Linked DNA regions of Mus musculus: all the other regions are linked to region 3. The links are chromatin contacts, called in public ChIA-PET maps. All regions are on one chromosome and are shown on one strand. The core of a region is the stretch at or near the end of the contact, and the rest is flanking DNA. Distances in the headings are between cores, read along the strand shown. Region 1 has its middle 46 kb from the start of Gm30906. Region 2 has its middle 34 kb from the start of Ulbp1. Region 3 has its middle 7.8 kb from the start of Zc3h12d.

Region 1 (3,240 bases), core at 540-3,039, 310 kb after region 3:
CAGAATTACTGTACCAATTTCCAAGAAAAATTATGTGGTAATCAACTTAATCAATCCATGAATCTGTTACATAGAAACTGATATCCTTGCAAAACTGAACTCTCTGACCTATGAAGTTAGCATGTCCTTCTATTTATTTTTTTTTTAAGGCTCATGTATGTATTTAGGGGACGGGCATGCATGTACTAGGACACACATGCGGAGGTCAGGAGACAACCTCAAATATCAGTTCTTGCCTTTCACCTCGTGTGAGACAGGGCCTTTCATTGTTCTCGACAGGCTGGCTGACTGGAGATCGTGTGGCGACTCCTGAGTTCTCTCTCCACCTTGCAGCAGGAGCTGTGTGGTTACAGATGCAAGCCACCATGTCCAGCTGTATGTGGTTCTGGGGATATGAACACTGGTGTGCAGACTTACACAGCTAATGGGTCCACACACAGACCCATCTCCCCATCCTATTGCTATTTTTTTATTAATATCTTTTATCAGATTTAGTCATATTGGTGTACTGTGTTGAATTTCACTAGATGCTTTTTCTGAATCTACTAAGATGACCAACCCCTCCCCTTTCATGTGTCACGTTAGTTGTATGAATAGATTTTCTGACTTCTACCTAATACTCTTACATCCTAACATAAATCTAATTTGATTATGATGTAAGGTGTCACGTAGGGTCATGGAAGATAGGATTCTGTTTGTCAACACTTTGGTTTTGCTTCTATTTTTATGAATTTAAAATTTTAAAATCAAAAACAATTATTATGGAGTAAAATAAGCTGAGATACCATTTGCTGTTTGCCTGCTTCCTGGAGAGAGGACGAGGTTGGCTAAGACTGAGACTATCGGTCCCTAAGTGAGAGGACATTGTTCCCTTAGGACCACTCAAGGTTAATGTGGGAAGGTTTTTAAAATTCCAATTTAATTTATTAACAGTTAACAAATCATCTATATTTGCTATTATTGCCCAAAGCATCTTTTGTTATTTCTACTTTTTAAGGAACACTTCTATTTCATTTAAAACCTCAAGGATGGTGTTTTCAATCTGCTCACTTTTATTATATATGAACTTGTCCTATATATATAATTTGATTTTTTTTAGACTTAATATTTGTTATTTCTGTCTTTTGTCCCTTTTCCTCAAGCTCTTTTGCAGTGCATCTTTCTTTCTATTGATCTATATCAAGATACAATTTTGCACATCTAGATCTTTGAAGTGTTTATTTTAATCAGCTTCAAATTTTCTGTTCTTGTTATTCTCATTTTTTTTTCTTTCCCTGGGTTGGTTGTGTTGTTTTTCAAGATTACCCTAGGAAACTGGATGCTGACTTCAAAAATTTAAAACAATCGATATAAGCAATATAGTGACATTAAATTCTCTTTCCTATACTGCTGTCCTCACATTAATTTGGCACTTAGAGGCTCTGGTTTTAGTTTCTCAGTGTTCCTCTAGAAACCTTAACATACATTTTTTAATTAGCAGGTCAAATTCAGTCTACTCGAATCTCTTTTGAAGACTCCAGTCCTGTGAGCTTCCTTACTCCCAGTCTCCTCCCAGTCTCCTCCCAGTCTCCTTCTGTGTTGTCATGATGCAGCAGTTCATTCTATCTTATTTCAAGTTTTCATCCCAATAGCTCTCACAGGGACATTGTCCCCACGATGGCTTTCACGTTTATTCTAAGTTCCAAGACTGTCCCCTGACCTACTTTGGCTTTCAGAGTCCTCCAGAGTGTGGACTTGAGTCTGGCCCTCGCTTGGAGGGTGTCAAAACCATCTAAACACTCACCGTCAAGAAACTGTTGCTTTTTCTGAGAACTGTTTGCCTCAGACCAATTTCCCCTGCTCTTGCGATGATCGAGCAGTGACCACTCTCTCACCTTTTCCTGTTTTCAAACCTGAGGTGTACTGTTTTCTCTATGAAACCACTCTAGGGGAATTTTCTGGCTCCCCCCAAAACCTGCTTTTAAAAACAAAGGTCACGAAACATTTCCCTTATAAATTCCAGGTATTTCTGTTGGTTCGTTCCCCTTCCCTGTTCCTGAGGCTGAAGTCTAGGGACTTTATTGGCAGCTCTACTCCTTTGGAAGTCAGAAAGTCTTGTGAGACTTGGAAACAAACGGCCCTGAACATTGTCAGAATGCACTCTGTGCGGCACTCACGCTGATAAAACTCGGCAGGGAAATCTTTTAAGATGGTGGGGAGCAGGGGGAGTGGGGCCCTTATCTGGTAAGCGCAGCCCAGAAATGACTGAAGATAAGAGAGAAATATGATCCATCGCTCAAAAGAAAAGAGAGCCTTTAACAGCCACTGGAGAATGAGAGCAATTGAATTATCACCCAAACGCTGCTTCTGACTTCGGGCAGAAAAAGGGCTCAGTGTACAGCGGAGGAACCAGTAAGCCCACGCCTATACTCGAAGGAGTCTCTCTTTCCATTCTTCCCCTGCGCAGCACATCAGGCTCCTTTGATTTCAGATTATCTCGAAGCTTATTGCACGCCACATTCATAGAAGAGGCGGTAGAGGAAGACAAGTGTTACTAGTGGTGACAGCAGGCCCCAGTGTGGAGGCGGCAGAACAGGCAAAGATAGGTCTTTGGAAGATGTAGCTACAAAATCGAGCTCTCTACTGACTTAGGCACTGGAAGAGAGGTGGTTCCTGTGAGGGCAGGGGATCTTTTGTTTGCAAAATCTATACTCAGGATGGTGGTTTTGGCGTTTTCAGAATCAGTGAAATGGGCTTTCCTAAGACAGGTAATGATGTCTTGGTTTGACAGTGGGGAAAGTCCTTCCACAAGTATGCAAACCTAGAGACCTTCCTTTTCTGCCTGAGTGTTGTTCACTTCTGTTTCGTATCCTTACACCCCAGCCTCTGGGCGTGTGTGCTCTTGGGAGACTGGGCTCTATCTCTGTCTGTTCTCTTTCCTTGTCTATGAATGGACATTTACCTGCATATATGTATGTGTATCACATGCATGCCTGGTTTCCATGGAGATCAGAAGAGAGCATCGGATCCCTTGGAACCAGAGTTACAGATGGTTGTGAGCCACCATGTGGGTGCTGGGATTCAAACCTGGTTCCTTCGGAAGAGCAGCCACTGACCTTGCCCACTGACCGTCTCCCAGATCAACCTTCCTCTTCTGCATAGGCTGGCTTCACTCACCCTGTGGAAGAACTTGGCAAGTGCTGGCCACATTTGCAGTATAGAATCTGCCAGTGGACTTTTGGGGTGCACCTTTCATAAACC
Region 2 (3,156 bases), core at 475-2,974, 390 kb before region 3:
ACACTACAGGGAATACTCTAGACTTTGTTAGATTTTACATTAGTTGTCTTACACACAGTCTCAATCCTGGAAGGCATTTTTTGGTGTGAAGACACAGGCCTTGGTGATACATGATCTGAGTCTCACAGAGGTCATTACCTTTTGGGTAATTCCATATTAGACAATATGCTCAAATAACTGCCTTCACCAAGATTCTGCAGAAAGGGCAGGGATGAATATGTTGGTGATCTGTGTCATGCAGCTGTTTGATGGGAAAGTCACCAAAACAATTGGTTTTATTATGGCATCTTCATGTATGTGTAAGATATAAATCAGTCATATCAACCCTTGTATCAGTCTCTCTTTCCATTCTTTCTACATGTCTTTCTTTAAGGTGCTCCCCCCTCTCTATCATGTGTGTGTGTGTGTGTGTGTGTGTGTGTGTGTGTGTGTGTGTGTGTGTTACAGGCCTGATCTTGCGGAGATATCAAGCAAATTCTCAGAGCTGCTGAGAGTTCAGCAGTGCAACGATGAGCTTATGGCTGGAGAACAGGATTTCCCATCATTCCATCCAGTCTTGCTCTCACATCCTTTTCTTCTCCTCTGATGACACATTTCCTGACTCTTGGATGGAGTGATATACATGTTTCATTTGGGAAATGTGTTTCCCATGCTTTTAGATCATCCCCATGAGGCAAACCATTGGTGTCCTAGTTGGGAAACTCTCTTCTTGCCTTCCTCCTTTTCCTCTGTTGTTTGTGGTGGTTCTTGTCCATGCACAGCTGAAGATTTCTGTCTCAGGAGACTTGGTAGGGAGATCCAATGCCCTCCAGGTTTGAGTCTGCACCACCGGTATTTGTCAGCTAGTATCACAGTATAAGCTCATGAATGACTCTCAGACTTTTTTGCACTGCTTATGTGCTAATGACTTTTTCATATGTGTCCTCTACTGGTGAAGGGAGAGCTACACTCATTTCCAGGAACCTGAATGTACTGTGAGAATCTCCTCATTCTCTCTCTCACTTCTCTAGGAAACCCTTCCTAGAAGACTTCCCCTCAATGATCTTTAGACCCAGCTGACAGCATCCATTGTCCAAGCAAAGCAGTTTTACTTTACTTGTTCTCATCTCTTGTAAATCACAACCCATTCTTCTGCACTAGCTGGGCAGATACCACAGACTCTTTGTATCAATGGCATAGTAAAGACTTTGCTTCCCTCGAAAACTTCACAAGATGCCTCTACCATCTGCACTGATCTAAAAAATCTTCTCTTCCAAGCTATTCCAGAAGAGCTCACTGAGCTCTCAACACTCAGTGACCTTTCTAGCCCAAAGTCTCAAAGTTCTTCCACAATCCTGTCCACAGTACATCATCAGGTCTGTGACAGCAATACCCTACAATTCTGTACCAATTTCTGTACTAGTTTGGGTTACTATTGTTGTGATGAAACAATATGACCAAAATCAAATTGTGGATGAAAAGTGTGTGCTCACAAAGAAGACATGGTTTGTGAACAACAATGGAGACCGTAGATCTGACAACCTAATGGGCACTTTCAGGCTCAGTGTTGTATCTTGGGTAGGAGCAACTCTGCCTCTTGGCTACTGTGCTTTCTAATTCATCCAGGATGTACTCTCAAAAACTGGTGAGATTTGATGTTCAAGTTATTCTACAGGAAACACGTATTTCCTTTGTAACACCAGGGGCTTGCTGATGGCATTTCAGGTGTTTCCTGTAAGTTATACCTCTCTGGTCACAATTCAGGCAAGGATTCTGTGATACTTGCAGCTAGCCCTCATGGCTGTGTGACAGGATCCTCAAGTGTAAGAAAGCTACCCTTTGTTTCTCAGTAGATCCTCTTCTTTCCAGTCTCCCACCCTGTGATCTCCTCTTGATTTTGCTCTGTCCCCTCTCAGCCTCAGTCTACAGAGCCCTCTCATATGCTCCTTCCCCTGCCTAGATGTGGGCTTTCCTTCACCCTTACTGTAGAACATTGTATAGAAGAAACTGAGGGAACAATTAGAAGCTGCCTTCTCTCCAGCAAAGATTTCCTGCCAATAGTAGAGGAACTTGCTTTCTAACCCACACCACCAAAAGTGGCTTCATTTTTCCTTCCTTTACTTCACTGTGCCCCTCTCAAGGTTCTGTGTAAGCTCTGTGTCTGAGGTCTCCATCTTCTACCTTGTCCCTACTAAGGGTCTAGTCTGTTAAAAACTGATTATGGTATGTGGTCTTCTCATTTCCTATTACAGTGCTGAGAGATGCTTCCATGTGGATAAAAGGAGAAACCGTCCCTCCAAAGGGTAAGAAATCTTTATTCTGGAGGTAAATATTAAAGACCATGTCCAGTCTACAAGAATGAGCCCAAAGTTAGATAATCTACAAGTTTATGTGATAGCAGTTTTATTAACTTTTTATACTAAAGACACAAGGAAAGACACAAATCAATAATATTTCAAATACATCATTTGGTGTATACCACAGATAGGTTATATCAAGTCTTGGAAATCTTACCTCTGGTGCTCAGATGGTATTTGCTAAAATTTTAGCTTTTTAGATTGGGGGAATCCAGAGGGGCTGTTCACACTTTCTCAGATTGTATCTAATATTCATAATAATGTTAGGGCACCAACTATAGTAGGCAGTATAGTAGGCAGTACTAAGTGGGCTAAAGATGAACCAAGACAATATATCTTTGAGCCTGTGGTGTCCTAGCATCTCACATCTTTGAGGATCTACTCAGTCAATTGGCTTTTGTAGGTCTAGCTCTTTCTGTGAACTCCTGTTCACAGATACAATGCTTTTGTGTTATTTTGTGGCCTGGCTCAGCTCTATCCTGTGTCTTTGATTTGATTTATATGTTCTGTACCTGTAGATCAATGCTATGCACTAAGGTTTGCATAAGTCCTTTCCTGAAAGGCTTTAACTTAAATAGACTGATAAGTAAGAGAACAGACAAAGTTAGTGGAAATTTGTTTTAATTCATGAGATAAAAGCAAATGTAACACATTAGATTGTTTTAAATTTGGGAAGAAAAAGCAAATATCGGCATTATACAAACAATGTCGCTAGGTTATTGAAGCTAGGTGTCAAAAAGCCATAAACCAATAACAATGTTGATAATATTGTACATCTAAACCCATTTTGTAACATACAAAACATGATGAGGTTTCCTGT
Region 3 (2,928 bases), core at 384-2,883:
CTGGAAGCACAGGCAGCTCTGCAGTTTGCAAACAAACCCTTTACACTGCTGGATCATAGTAGTACATCTTCAAAGTTTGTCCCCCAAAATATCTCTACTGTTTTCCATAATGGCTATAATAATTCACATTCCCAAAGACAATATATGAGGATTTCTTTTGAGAAGCTGTGGGGTTTTTTTGTTTTTTGTTTTGTTTTGTTTGTTTGTTTTTGTTTTGTTTTTTTGATTTTCAAGACAGGGTTTCTCTGTGTAGCCCTGGCTATCCTGGAACTCACTTTGTAGACCAGGCTGGCCTCAAACTCAGAAATCTGCCTGCCTCTGCCTCCCGAGTGCTGGGATTAAAGGTGTGCGCCACCATGCCTGGCTGAAGCTGTTGTTTTAACCAGGTGGTTTCCCCCCCCCCCTTTTTTTTTGTTTAGTTTTATTGTTTTTATTTTATTGTTTTACTTTAATGGGGTTATTTGTAACCCAGCCTGACCTCAAACCTAGCCGAGTATGAGGTTGAACTTCTGGACCTCCTGTCCAAATTTGCAGAGATCTGGAGTTATAAATGTGTACCACCACGCCTGTATTATGTGGTTTTAAGGACTGCTAAACAAGCCCTCTACCAGCGGACTTCCATTCTTTGTTTTTGAGACTGTGTAGCCTTGGTGGCCTGGAACTCACTATGTAGTCCAGGCCTTGGCCTTGAACTCCTAGAGATCTGCCTGTCTCTGCCTTCCAAATGCTGGATTAAGAGTATGCACTACTATGCCCAGTCTCACTAGGTGATTTTAATTATAATTTTAGTCATAACCTGGTTATGTGTCTTGATGAGATATGGGGCAGTAATCTGAATTACTACTGCGTATATCTAGGTGAAGTGCCCCATAATTTCTGTCTCAGATTTGGCTTCAGGGTTTAGGTGAGCCCCACCTTTCCCTCTTAGGTGCTGCCATTGAAAGGAGAATCTTCTACCTCCCACTGTACTAGATGAAACCAGCTTTCGGTGATTTTCCATTGGCTTTTGGGAAAAAAAAAAAAACAAAAAACAAAAAACAACAGCAAGTACATTTTGCATTAAAGTAGTTACTTCAAACCCCAGATTGCTCATTAATACAGCTTCAGTTTAGGCTGTTAATCTTTTTGTTTGTTTGTTTGTTTGTTTGTTTGTTTTCTGAGACAGGGATTCTCTGTATAGCCCTGGCTGTCCTGGAACTCACTTTGTAGACCAGGCTGGCCTCGAACTCAGAAATCTGCCTGCCTCTGCCCCCCCCCCCCCCCCCAGTGCTGGGACTAAAGGCGGGTACCACCACCACCCGGCTAGGGTGTTAATCTTTTACCAGTTGAATTTTCAAAGACTTTGGCCAGCACTCTTAATAGTTCTTTAGTAGGCTGAGAGGCTGAGTGAGAACCTCCGTGTTGTCTCAGCAGTTGGACCAGTTCCTTTAATAAACTGAATTTTGGTCAGTGGAAATTTAATCTAAGTTTGACATTTCATACCTGGAAGGTTGAGTCACAGAGAATACATAACAGATAGTAAAATCGAAATCTCAGAAGCTTCACCTTTAAGTGGCTGTTGCTAGGAGACTATGCTTTGATGGGAAACTTGAGAGAAGGTTGTTTCCTGTTAAGTGATCATGTGGAGATCCCCTTCTTTTCAAAACGGACTCTGTGTCAAAGCAAATAACACCAGTTATTCTTGCTGGTCTTTATTCCTACGTGTTTATAACCCACCCAGGTCTGGGAAATATGAGTAATGCTAAGAGTTAGCAGTCTTACATTTCGCCTCCTCTATTCCTTGTTCGTTTGAGCAGGCAGACGGGTGAGCTGTTGAGTGTTTTCATTGTGCAGTTTAAAAATGGTATTGTGAGGGCTGCCAAGCACCTCATCCAGTAAAGACGCATGTCACCAAGCTTGGATTTGACCCTTGGGTTCTACATGTGCCCCGTGACGTCTGCAAGCACACACTAAATATATGTGATTTTTTTTTTTTTTTTTTTTTTTTGAGATAGGGTTTTTCTGGCTGTCCCAGAACTTGCTCAGTAGACCAGGCTGGCCTTGAATACAAAGATCAGCCAGCCTCTGCCTTCTTGAGTTGTTCTGGGATTAAAGGTGTGTGCCACTGCTCAGCCAACTCAATGATTTTTTTAAAACCTGTGTTGATGGTATTCCCTTTGGATTGCTGGGAAGCTGACCCACACAGTAACATATTAGCAATAGTGTGTATAAAAAGAGAAGTTGGGGGATGCGGCTAGAATTCTAGAACTCTACCACAGTGACCCCTGGTTCCTGAAAACAGTTTTGCTTTGTACTGTTTCCTTGGTGTGGTGGAGAGGCTTGGCTTTCCAGTTGGGAAGCTTGATTCAGAAACAAAAAGGTCGGTGCCAGATGTAGGAGCAGAAAACTATGGGAACACGTGGTGATGGGCTGACCAAAGCAGAGGATTATAAAGAGAAAGGAAGGGCCCACAGACAGGAGGGAGCGGGAAGCAAATCCAGAAAGCCTGCATTTGATTCTTAGGCGGTAGAGAAGCTGAGCACATTCCTAAGGAGGAAAGTGGTAGAGTGTAGCCAAGGAAAGTGGGTTCTGCAACAGGCTGGTTCCACAGCCCCCATTGCTTTGAACATAACTCATTCCATATTCGCGCCTCGTGCAACCCCAAACCAGATTTAATCCAAGTTACTTTCCCAGAGTAGGTGCAGAAGTCTGGATTTGAGACATAGAATGGGCCTTCCATCAATAATAATAATAATAAAAATCACAAAAAGTCTATGGTCTCTGCTCCACGATCACTCATTGACGAAGGCCAGCAGTTCAAGGGTCTGGAGTGGCTACAGATGGGTGTGGTTTGGGCGAGACTTTGATACACTGGGAGCAGGATTAGTAGAGCTCCCTAGTTAACGTGGTCTCTAGTCCCATAGTGGGCCACTTCTCATACTGTCTTGG

What was found. ChIA-PET counts read pairs in DNA pulled down with a chosen protein or histone mark.
Region 1: a contact with region 3 is called in an RNA polymerase II ChIA-PET map of memory CD8 T cells, with 97 read pairs. The contact joins two enhancer-like sites. A contact is called at or near these places in 15 of 39 promoter capture datasets (the 3T3-L1 cell line, the C10 cell line, the HPC-7 cell line and 9 more), 2 of 484 Hi-C or Micro-C datasets (Th1 cells and regulatory T cells), 1 of 115 datasets of contacts at active chromatin or transcription factors (memory CD8 T cells) and 1 of 9 other capture datasets (adipose tissue).
Region 2: an RNA polymerase II ChIA-PET map of memory CD8 T cells shows a contact between it and region 3, with 11 read pairs. The contact joins two enhancer-like sites. A contact is called at or near these places in 3 of 39 promoter capture datasets (embryonic stem cells and stem cell-derived epiblast-like cells) and 1 of 115 datasets of contacts at active chromatin or transcription factors (memory CD8 T cells).

The regions. Positions count from the first base shown.
Region 1 is chr10:8,128,407-8,131,646 of GRCm38.p6, forward strand. No RefSeq gene overlaps it. Among named protein-coding and RNA genes, the nearest start is that of Gm30906, 46 kb to the right of the region's middle. Within about 2 kb of position 1,790, at least 55 of the 459 cell types and tissues checked have an H3K27ac peak or open chromatin away from gene starts, as enhancers often do. A contact at or near this core is called in Th1 cells, memory CD8 T cells and regulatory T cells, where this site is marked.
Region 2 is chr10:7,437,422-7,440,577 of GRCm38.p6, forward strand. No RefSeq gene overlaps it. Among named protein-coding and RNA genes, the nearest start is that of Ulbp1, 34 kb to the right of the region's middle. Within about 2 kb of position 1,725, at least 18 of the 459 cell types and tissues checked have an H3K27ac peak or open chromatin away from gene starts, as enhancers often do. A contact at or near this core is called in memory CD8 T cells, where this site is marked.
Region 3 is chr10:7,823,193-7,826,120 of GRCm38.p6, forward strand. No RefSeq gene overlaps it. Among named protein-coding and RNA genes, the nearest start is that of Zc3h12d, 7.8 kb to the right of the region's middle. Within about 2 kb of position 1,634, at least 47 of the 459 cell types and tissues checked have an H3K27ac peak or open chromatin away from gene starts, as enhancers often do. A contact at or near this core is called in Th1 cells, memory CD8 T cells and regulatory T cells, where this site is marked.